Regions from separate parts of the Gossypium hirsutum genome. Here all the other regions are linked to region 3. The links are chromatin contacts, called in public Hi-C maps. All regions are on one chromosome and are shown on one strand. Each heading gives the region's core, a stretch centred on a gene start, on an enhancer-like site or on the middle of the called end of the contact. The rest is flanking DNA. Distances are from core to core; before and after follow the strand shown. Region 1 holds the start of LOC107945408. Region 2 has its middle 20 kb from the start of LOC121224520. Region 3 holds the start of LOC107945404 (F-box/kelch-repeat protein At3g06240).

The links. Hi-C and Micro-C count contacts between places; a contact is called where the count stands out from the background.
Region 1: a contact with region 3 is called in a Hi-C map of leaf, with 2.7 times the contacts expected there. The contact joins the promoter of LOC107945408 here to the promoter of LOC107945404 in region 3. A contact is called at or near these places in 6 of 34 Hi-C or Micro-C datasets (hypocotyl and leaf).
Region 2: a contact with region 3 is called in a Hi-C map of leaf, with 4 times the contacts expected there. The contact joins the enhancer-like site here to the promoter of LOC107945404 in region 3. A contact is called at or near these places in 2 of 34 Hi-C or Micro-C datasets (both in leaf).

The regions. Positions count from the first base shown.
Region 1 is chrD12:14,192,961-14,195,660 of Gossypium_hirsutum_v2.1, reverse strand. LOC107945408 reads right to left here and starts at 1,274. Exons shown (of 25, transcript XM_041108505.1): 1 at 1,138-1,274. LOC107945409 (zinc finger CCCH domain-containing protein 62) reads right to left here. Exons shown (of 9, transcript XM_016879415.2): 6 at 2,498-2,603; 7 at 2,165-2,263; 8 at 1,968-2,082; 9 at 820-1,856. The coding sequence ends at 1,414.
Region 2 is chrD12:14,631,452-14,634,151 of Gossypium_hirsutum_v2.1, reverse strand. No RefSeq gene overlaps it. Among protein-coding and RNA genes, the nearest start is that of LOC121224520, 20 kb to the left of the region's middle. Within about 2 kb of position 1,386, at least 6 of the 9 cell types and tissues checked have an H3K27ac peak or open chromatin away from gene starts, as enhancers often do. A contact at or near this core is called in leaf, where this site is marked.
Region 3 is chrD12:14,404,101-14,406,800 of Gossypium_hirsutum_v2.1, reverse strand. LOC107945404 (F-box/kelch-repeat protein At3g06240) reads left to right here and starts at 1,376. Exons shown (of 4, transcript XM_016879402.2): 1 at 1,376-1,661.

The DNA.
Region 1 (2,700 bases), core at 25-2,524, 210 kb after region 3:
GGCCTCCTTTTATTTGCTGGTTTTATTTTAGTATACTACGATTTAGCCCATTTTGGACTATCGAGTTAATAATATAAAACTTTCTAAGTGAACTTGGGAAAGATATTTAAGATGTTAATGACGGGAAGTGGGGTGGGCAATTTTTGGGTCATGTTACACATATCATATTTGTATTAATTGTTTTAGTTAATATATATGAAGTTACCTGAAATTTGCAATTTGTACTCTTTTTAACTTTAATTGGTATCTAACCTTAAAATTGCGATTTCAATTTGGTACTTTTTTTTTAAGGTATCTAACATTATTAATACAAGCGGACATGGCAACATGCCAATCTCACATTGACAGATGACAAAATTTTAAAAAAAAATTAAAATTAAGTACCTAAACTTGACTTAAAAGGAACAAATTGGCACTTACGAGGTTTTTTATCGAATAGGTACCTAAACTTGACTTGATATCTAAACTTTTTTTATCCAATTAGGTACCTGAACTTGGCTTTTTTATTCCAATTAGTACCTAAACTTAGCTTCATGGTTCAAATAAGTCATTCACAAAAAGTATTAATTTGGACCAAAAAGCCAAGTACCAATTTGAACCAAGAAGCCAAGTTCAAGTACTTAATTGCACCAAAATATACTTTACGTACCAAACTGAACTTTAGGGTCAAGTTCAAGTACCTAATTGAAGTAAAAAACATTAAGCAACAATATGAACTTTAAAACCAAATTCAAGTACCAAAAAATATATTTACCCAATTTTGACATATTTAATAATATTTTCACGTCTATATTCAAATTGATGACACCAAAAAAAAAATTCGAAACACAGACATGCATATAGCTCAGCCATCAGCTAGTCTTATCCAGGAACAGGTAACTCCATGGGTCACCATCAGCAGTGGCTATCAATGCCTAATCTTTGGCATGAATAAGGCCTAACTGCTATAAAACAACAAAACTATCAGTATGTAGCTTACACAGAGTTATAGTTGATCGGTTTAGATCAACTATCCGTCAAGCAAATCTTCACATATTTAATCTACACTGTAAAACTAAAATATCAACAGAAAAAAATTTGTGGCCATAAAAAGTGCGCAAAATATATGCAAAGAATTGCATTGTTCAACCATATTACCATTTCATAGAATGAAAAGTGCAGAAGATGTTCGTTTCCTATTTATCTTTGCATGATTTCCATGCTGAGAAGGTAACTTCCAGCTGTTGCTTGTGCATTGTAGCATCCTAATGAAAATTGAGTCAAAAGAAATTTTGCGTCCATTTACACGCCTTCACTGCAGAAAGTGATCAGTATTATAACTGCCTGTCAACATTCATCAAATCTGGAGATTGGATCAAATTCCTTTATCTATTGCAAAAGCCAGGATTTGAGTTGGGATGGTGGCTGTATTTGTCAGTTGAACTGCTGGTTTTGAGAAGCAGGTATTGTCCATGGATCTACATAAGGTCTAAAGGGCAATGACCTTACCATTGTTGAAGTAGATCCGATATTATAGCTGGAAAACCCATGAGGTGCACTCTGGTGGTTAAAGTTTCGTTGAGGTTGATATGGATTTAGGATAGTACCGGCATATGAATGATGAAAGGCACCTGTATCTTTAGCAAAATGAACGGGCTTTTCATAACTATAAGAGGTATTAGAGACTCTTAACCTTGAGTTTTGCTTCTTTTTCACTTTTCCAACTGGAGAAGACACTTGGTAATTGTTACCCATACTTGGACACCTTGGAATAGGGGTTTTTCTTCGTGGGTTATTAATCTTTCCCCTGTCCGGTTCAGTAGTTTTTCTTTTTTTCGATGGTCTTGATTGATGTGAATGCTTTTGGCATTTTGTACCTAGTTATAAAAGAAGAAACATGTGATGTAAAATTCCAGTAGCCCAATAGTCAAGAGAAATGGAATTCACAGAAACATAGTTTACTTTCACCATCTCGCTCTCCAACATACCAACATCAGTAGACCACTTCCTCGTTCTTTTCATTGCTTTTACCAGTCTTGCTGCGTTGCCTCGTTTGTGCTTCTCGGCAAGTACATGTTTTCTTTCGGCCTCATCACTCCAATGCTGATGTAGACCAAAAGAAGAAAAGCATAAATAAACCAAGCCCATCATGGCTAAAAATGTCAATTTCCAGCCAGATACTTGCCTGTCTGTAAGTTTTCAATTTATAAAGGTTTCGACCCTTTACAAGCAAAGGAAATAATGAAGGCAATTTTTTACTCCCCTTGCTCCATAATACTTCAACCTATACATCAAAAACACGGAACTGGTGGATACTATCATCAAGTGCACAAACAACTCATTGGGGAAAAAAAAATTACAGAAAACGCATGAAAGGAACAATTTGTCACCTATTGCAAACTATCACTCAGATTGGCAAAATCAACCGTTTTGAACATATCTTTGTTTTAGAAACCAAATATGTGCAACATTTACAGGACTTCTACCTACCTAACATAAGATAGTGCATTGGAATTACCGTAAATGTGTGTTGTTGTTTGGCTTTGCCATAGCTTTCCTTCACAACCCTTCCTGCAATAGTTCTCTTCCCCAGAAGTTTTCCACGCCTAGTCATTTTATTGAACCTGTTTTAAAAACCAAACCTTGATTTACATAGCCCCAAAAATGACAAGGAAATGTAAGAAGAGAAATAGACAAGATAAGGAGAATCTGCAATGTTAG
Region 2 (2,700 bases), core at 137-2,636, 230 kb before region 3:
ACTACTTCATTTGTGTCCTCATTATAATTATACCTTTAGATGTTTGGACTACTGGTCCGGAAACTTCACGAATTTAATTCTACTAGAATTGTGTCTTTCTATTTTGGTCAATATAATCAATATCTTATTTCTAGACAAATTTATTCAAGATCTTTACTTTCTGTCATTATTTCAACATTACAAAATCATTGTCAACAACTTTTCATTTTAAGTTCCACATTTTCTCATATTGAACCAACTTGTTGAGATTTCTTTATTTTCATTATTTTTTGTCTTCAGGTACCTAATTCTCTCCTAGAATTTTAATAATTAGTTTAGTACAAGGGGATCCTCTCTCTCCTTATTTGTTCTTATTTTGTATGGAAGCTCTCTCTAGAATGCTTATCCATGCTGAGGAGAACAACGTTTTAAGAGGCATTAGGGCTAGCAGAGACAGCCCTAGAATAAATCATTTGTTTTTTGCTGATGATGCACTATTATTTGTGAGAAATAAAAAGAGTGATGTGGAGAACCTTGTTAACATGCTTAACACTTTCGTTAATATTTCAGGGCAAGAGATTAATTTTGAAAAGTCAATGGTCCTTTTCAGTCTTAACACCTCACGTGACCAGAGAACAATCCTTAGTGGCCTCCTAGGCATGACGGTGGTGGAAAACTTAAACAACTACCTTGGCCTTCCTATCCCGATTGGTAAGAAAAAAACAGTGGCTTTCCAAGAGATTACTAATAGATTGTCTTGCAGGGTTAACAACTGGACAAAGAGATTGCTCTCGTTTGGGGGAAAAGAAATCTTCATTAAAGCGGTTCTCCAATCCATCCCTACGTACGCTCTGTCAATTTTTTTGACCCCCAAAAGCATCATCGATGACATTCAGGCTAAGCTTAGCAGAACATGGTGGACGGGAAAAGATAAAGGGAGATTCTAGACAATGATCCCATGGAAAATGCTGTGTAAGCCGAAGGCTATGGGAGGTCTTGGAATTAGAAATGTGCGACTCTTCAACCTGGCTCTCTTAGGGCGTCAAGTGTGGAGACTAATAAACAATACAAACACTCTCTGCTTCAATGTCTTGTATTCAAAATATTTTCCTGATGAAACATTTTTAATTTAAAAAGGTGGACAAAGCGTCATTCACTTGGACAAGTATTGCGACAACAGCGGAAGCGCTTAAAGATGGCTTTGGATGGCAGATTGGAAACGGCGAGAGGATAAATATTTGGGAGGATAATTGGGGAATGGAAGGGCTCAATGGGGACATTATTATAAGCAACACTCTAAAAAGAGATGAAAAGAGTGTGAAAAATCTTTGGCATATGGATCGGAGGTGTTGGAAGGTTAATAAAGTCAGGCACGTGTATGGACAAGACTGGGGGGACAAGATTTGCAATATTCCCATTGGAGGGGAGGGTCAGGAAGATAGAATGATATGGTTTCATAACCCTCACGGGTTTTATACTTCAAAATCTGCCTATTCATGGCTGTTACTGAAAGAAATGGGATACGGCCCTCACAGGTTCCTTTGGAAAGTATTATGGAAGCTTGATACTCTACCGAAGATCCAGGTTTTTGCGTGGAGGGTGGGGCATGAAATCCTCCCCACGAATAGTAAGATCGCCTCTATCAGACAGTGTCTTGACAAGGGATATCCTCGATGTGGAGCAGAGACCGAAACTGTGTTGCATGCATTAAAAGACTGCCCAACCTCGAAAGCAGTCTTGTCGATCGGAGGGTGGTCCAGGAGCTTTATTTCTAAGAATTACGATCACTGCATTGATTGGTTGGAAGACTTGATGTGGGTCCTTGACAAGAGAGCTATGGCTAACTTGATAACAACCCTATGGAACTGCTGGAATAACAGGAACAACTTTATCTTCAGGGGAAAAGAAGAAGAGGCCAAGCAAATATGGGAAAGAGCTAGCAACTTCAGCAAGGAGTTTCGAATATGCAATATGATAAACGAGCCACTACTACCACAGAATGTCGTGGAGAAAAAGTGGAATAAACCTCCAAAGGGATTTATTAAAATAAATTTTAACGCTACTGTTGGCGAAAATAGAATCGGGTACGGGATGGTCGTCAGAGATGAAGAAGGTTTTGTTCTAGGTGCCGGTGGGGATTTCAAAGAGGGTGGGATTTCTGTGGAAGAAGTCGAGTGCGTGGCCTTTGAAGAGAGCATTAAAGTGGCGCGCAGACTACAGTTAAAAGAACACGTTCCTTTTGAGACCGACCATGTGGGGTTGGTCAACAGACTAAACAATTTAGTCAATGACGTCACAATAATTGGCGCACGAATTAAGGATTGTGCTGTTGCCTTTGAATTTTTTAATTCTGCCAATTTAATTTGGACCGAACGGTCTTGTAATAAGGTGGCCCATTTACTTTGTAAAAAAATGTATAGTGAGGCCAAAAATAGTTTGTTTGAATTGGATTATCTGCCCGAAATCCACAATGCTGTATTTTGTGATGTTTCTTAATTAGTCTTAGTTGACCCTTGTGGTAGTTTTTGTTTCAAAAAAAAGACAGTCTATATTTATTATTTTATTGTACAATAATTTTATCTTTGGAACCAATCAATCTACAATACATTAGGCATGTAATACTTTCATTTTTTTCTACCATGGTAGTACTACTAGGACTTAAAAACATCATATGGTACATAAAACTTGGTTATTTTTAATTAGATCAGATAATATATTTGG
Region 3 (2,700 bases), core at 127-2,626:
CATTTTTATGTTAATATACCTTAAGCTTATGCCAATAACAATTGTAGTGCATTTAGTATTAATAGTTTAATATATTTATATATTTAAATTTTATTTTACTCATAATTTAATTTAGTTTTTTTAATACCGTATTAATTTTATGTGTTGTTATGATTAATTAATTTTAAATTATAAATTTTATTATTTAATATAATTATTTTAAAACATGCATCTATAATATTCTCAAGCACACCCACGTGATAAAATTTTTAATATATATCATATTTATACTCCTAAGAAAAAATTATTAAACGTAACTAGTCTCGGAAAAAACAAACTTCCGTGATTGCTTTGCCGTCACCTTTTTCATTTCCATACATAGCGTAACAGTCCTTATACAAATAATAAATCCAGAGTATCTACCGGTAGAAGAATCTGGTAGAAGATTGTTTTTAAAACTTTTCTACATACATGTACCCAAAAATCGTTATCTATTATTATACATGCATTAAAGTAATAGGTTTATTATTATTTATTTTAAGATTTAAAGTAATCAATTTACAATTCAACAACAAATGATTTGCATTATTTGGATTCTTATTGACAAAAGAGAAGAGATAAATATAACCGATAAAATTTATATTATATTTCAAATCTTAAATCCTTTCATTTTCAAAAGGCAATTATGGATAGGCTTGATCATGGGTCGGGTTATCTGACTCGGCCCAAAATGTGGAAAGATTGGAGTAAAAATATAGATCCGAAAAATAGGTTTGGATAAAAAAAATAAAACCCATTTAAAAACGGGCTGGGCCTCGGGTAAAGTATTTTTGGCCCAGGCCCAGCTCGACCCAAATTCACTAAATGACAAAAAAATCTGCTCTTTGTTTTTTGTTTTGTTTTTTAATGTTATTTTCTTGTTGTTTTCTTCCTATTTTGCTACCATTTTACTATTATGTTGCTACTATTTTGTTGTTATTATTTGAATATTGTATAAAACTTATTTTATTGTTAATTTTGTTATTATTTTAAAAGCATTTGTTAATTTGTTATTATTTTAGAGACATTTGTTTGTTAAGTTGTATTTATTTTAGTGTTATTTAAGTCTACATATTTTTTAAACTTTATTTTCAATTTGTTGGGAAATATTTATTTTGATATTTTTAATATTTTTGATATATTATATATTTAAAAATTATATAAAGTAATATAAAAAATTAATACGTACAAGCCGAATCGAGTCCAAATTTTAATATTTTTATCTGGGTCGAGCTTGAATAAAATTTTAAGCTTATTTTTTTAACCGAGTCGAGCCCAAACTTAATAAATAGACCTAAATTTTTAGTTGAGCCCAATCCGACCTATAAACACCTCTAATTATGGATAACATTGTCCTTTAATTTCCATGGATATATTGGGATAATGATGTGCTGACAAACCTACAACCCCAAAACCATGTCCGATATCCATCATCCCTCATTTCCCCTTCTATTTTCCATTTGATTTCCTCTTCTTTTCCTTCAGCCAATTCCCTTTCTTTCCTTATCTTCTTTTCCTTTAGCATGTAAAAGCTTGAACCAAAGTGAATTAAATAAGTTCCTTTTTCTTGGCTTCTACAGCTTTTTTCTCACTATATTCTTGAAACCCAATTTTCTTTGTGCTGTTGGAGAGCAAATTTTAAGGTATAATTTCATTAACTTTTAATTTTTCTACAAATTTATTGATTATCCAAGTTTTCTTCATCAATATTTCTATACTCGAAAGCCTATTGTTTGAATAAATTTTTGTATGAAAAATAAAGCTTTCTATTTATTGAAAAAATAAGGGGAAAAAAACAGAAGAATAGCATTATTGGGGAAAAAATTAGCAATAAATTGGGTATAAAGTTGGAAAGGGATGACATTGAAAATTTGAGATGCTGTCAAGGGTGTTTTGGTGAATTTGGATGATGGCAGTTTGGTGAATAGAACGTATTAGGACAAAAGTAGGATTTATATGTTTATTTATTTTATTAAATTTTGTTAGGAAAATATGATGATTAGTAACACGTGTCATGATGCGGAAGGTTATGGAGCAATAATACGACAAACGGATATTAAAATAATTAAGTGGGAAATTATTTCATGTAGCTTAACTTTATTGGCTCTTTTTTCTTAGCCCGCTTTGCTTTATGAGTTGCTTATTTGATAAGATCAGAATTTTGGAATTTTTCAATCCATTCCCTGAATTTTATTAGAAAACATAGTTTGAAATTGATGGATGTTATTTTATTCCGGCTTTCTTTTTATTTTGTTATTATTTTTTGAAGTATGTTTGTTTATTTGTCATATTCTTGGATATGAATATTAGGAAAATTTTTATATCTGGGTATGAGAGTTCTAGATAAAATTAGATTTTGGTACACTAGACTGAAGAAATATATTTATTAAAAGTTTATATGACACTAACAAAGTGCACTAATGCAAGTAATTCTTAGCATATCAATTATGCTAGTTTGATAAAAGATTATTATTTTTTAAGCATGTTTTAATATATGAGTGAGCAATAAATTAATTCAATCGGTAATATTTAGTTCTTTTTATGATTTACTTTTAGCAAAGATAGGAGAATTTTTCGCTTATTTTGAAGAATTTTTTTTTTTTACAAAATTTTCTGTTTATCTCTCTAATTTCAAGTTTAAAATTGTATTAACTATTTTTAATTTTATGTCTAATTATTGTA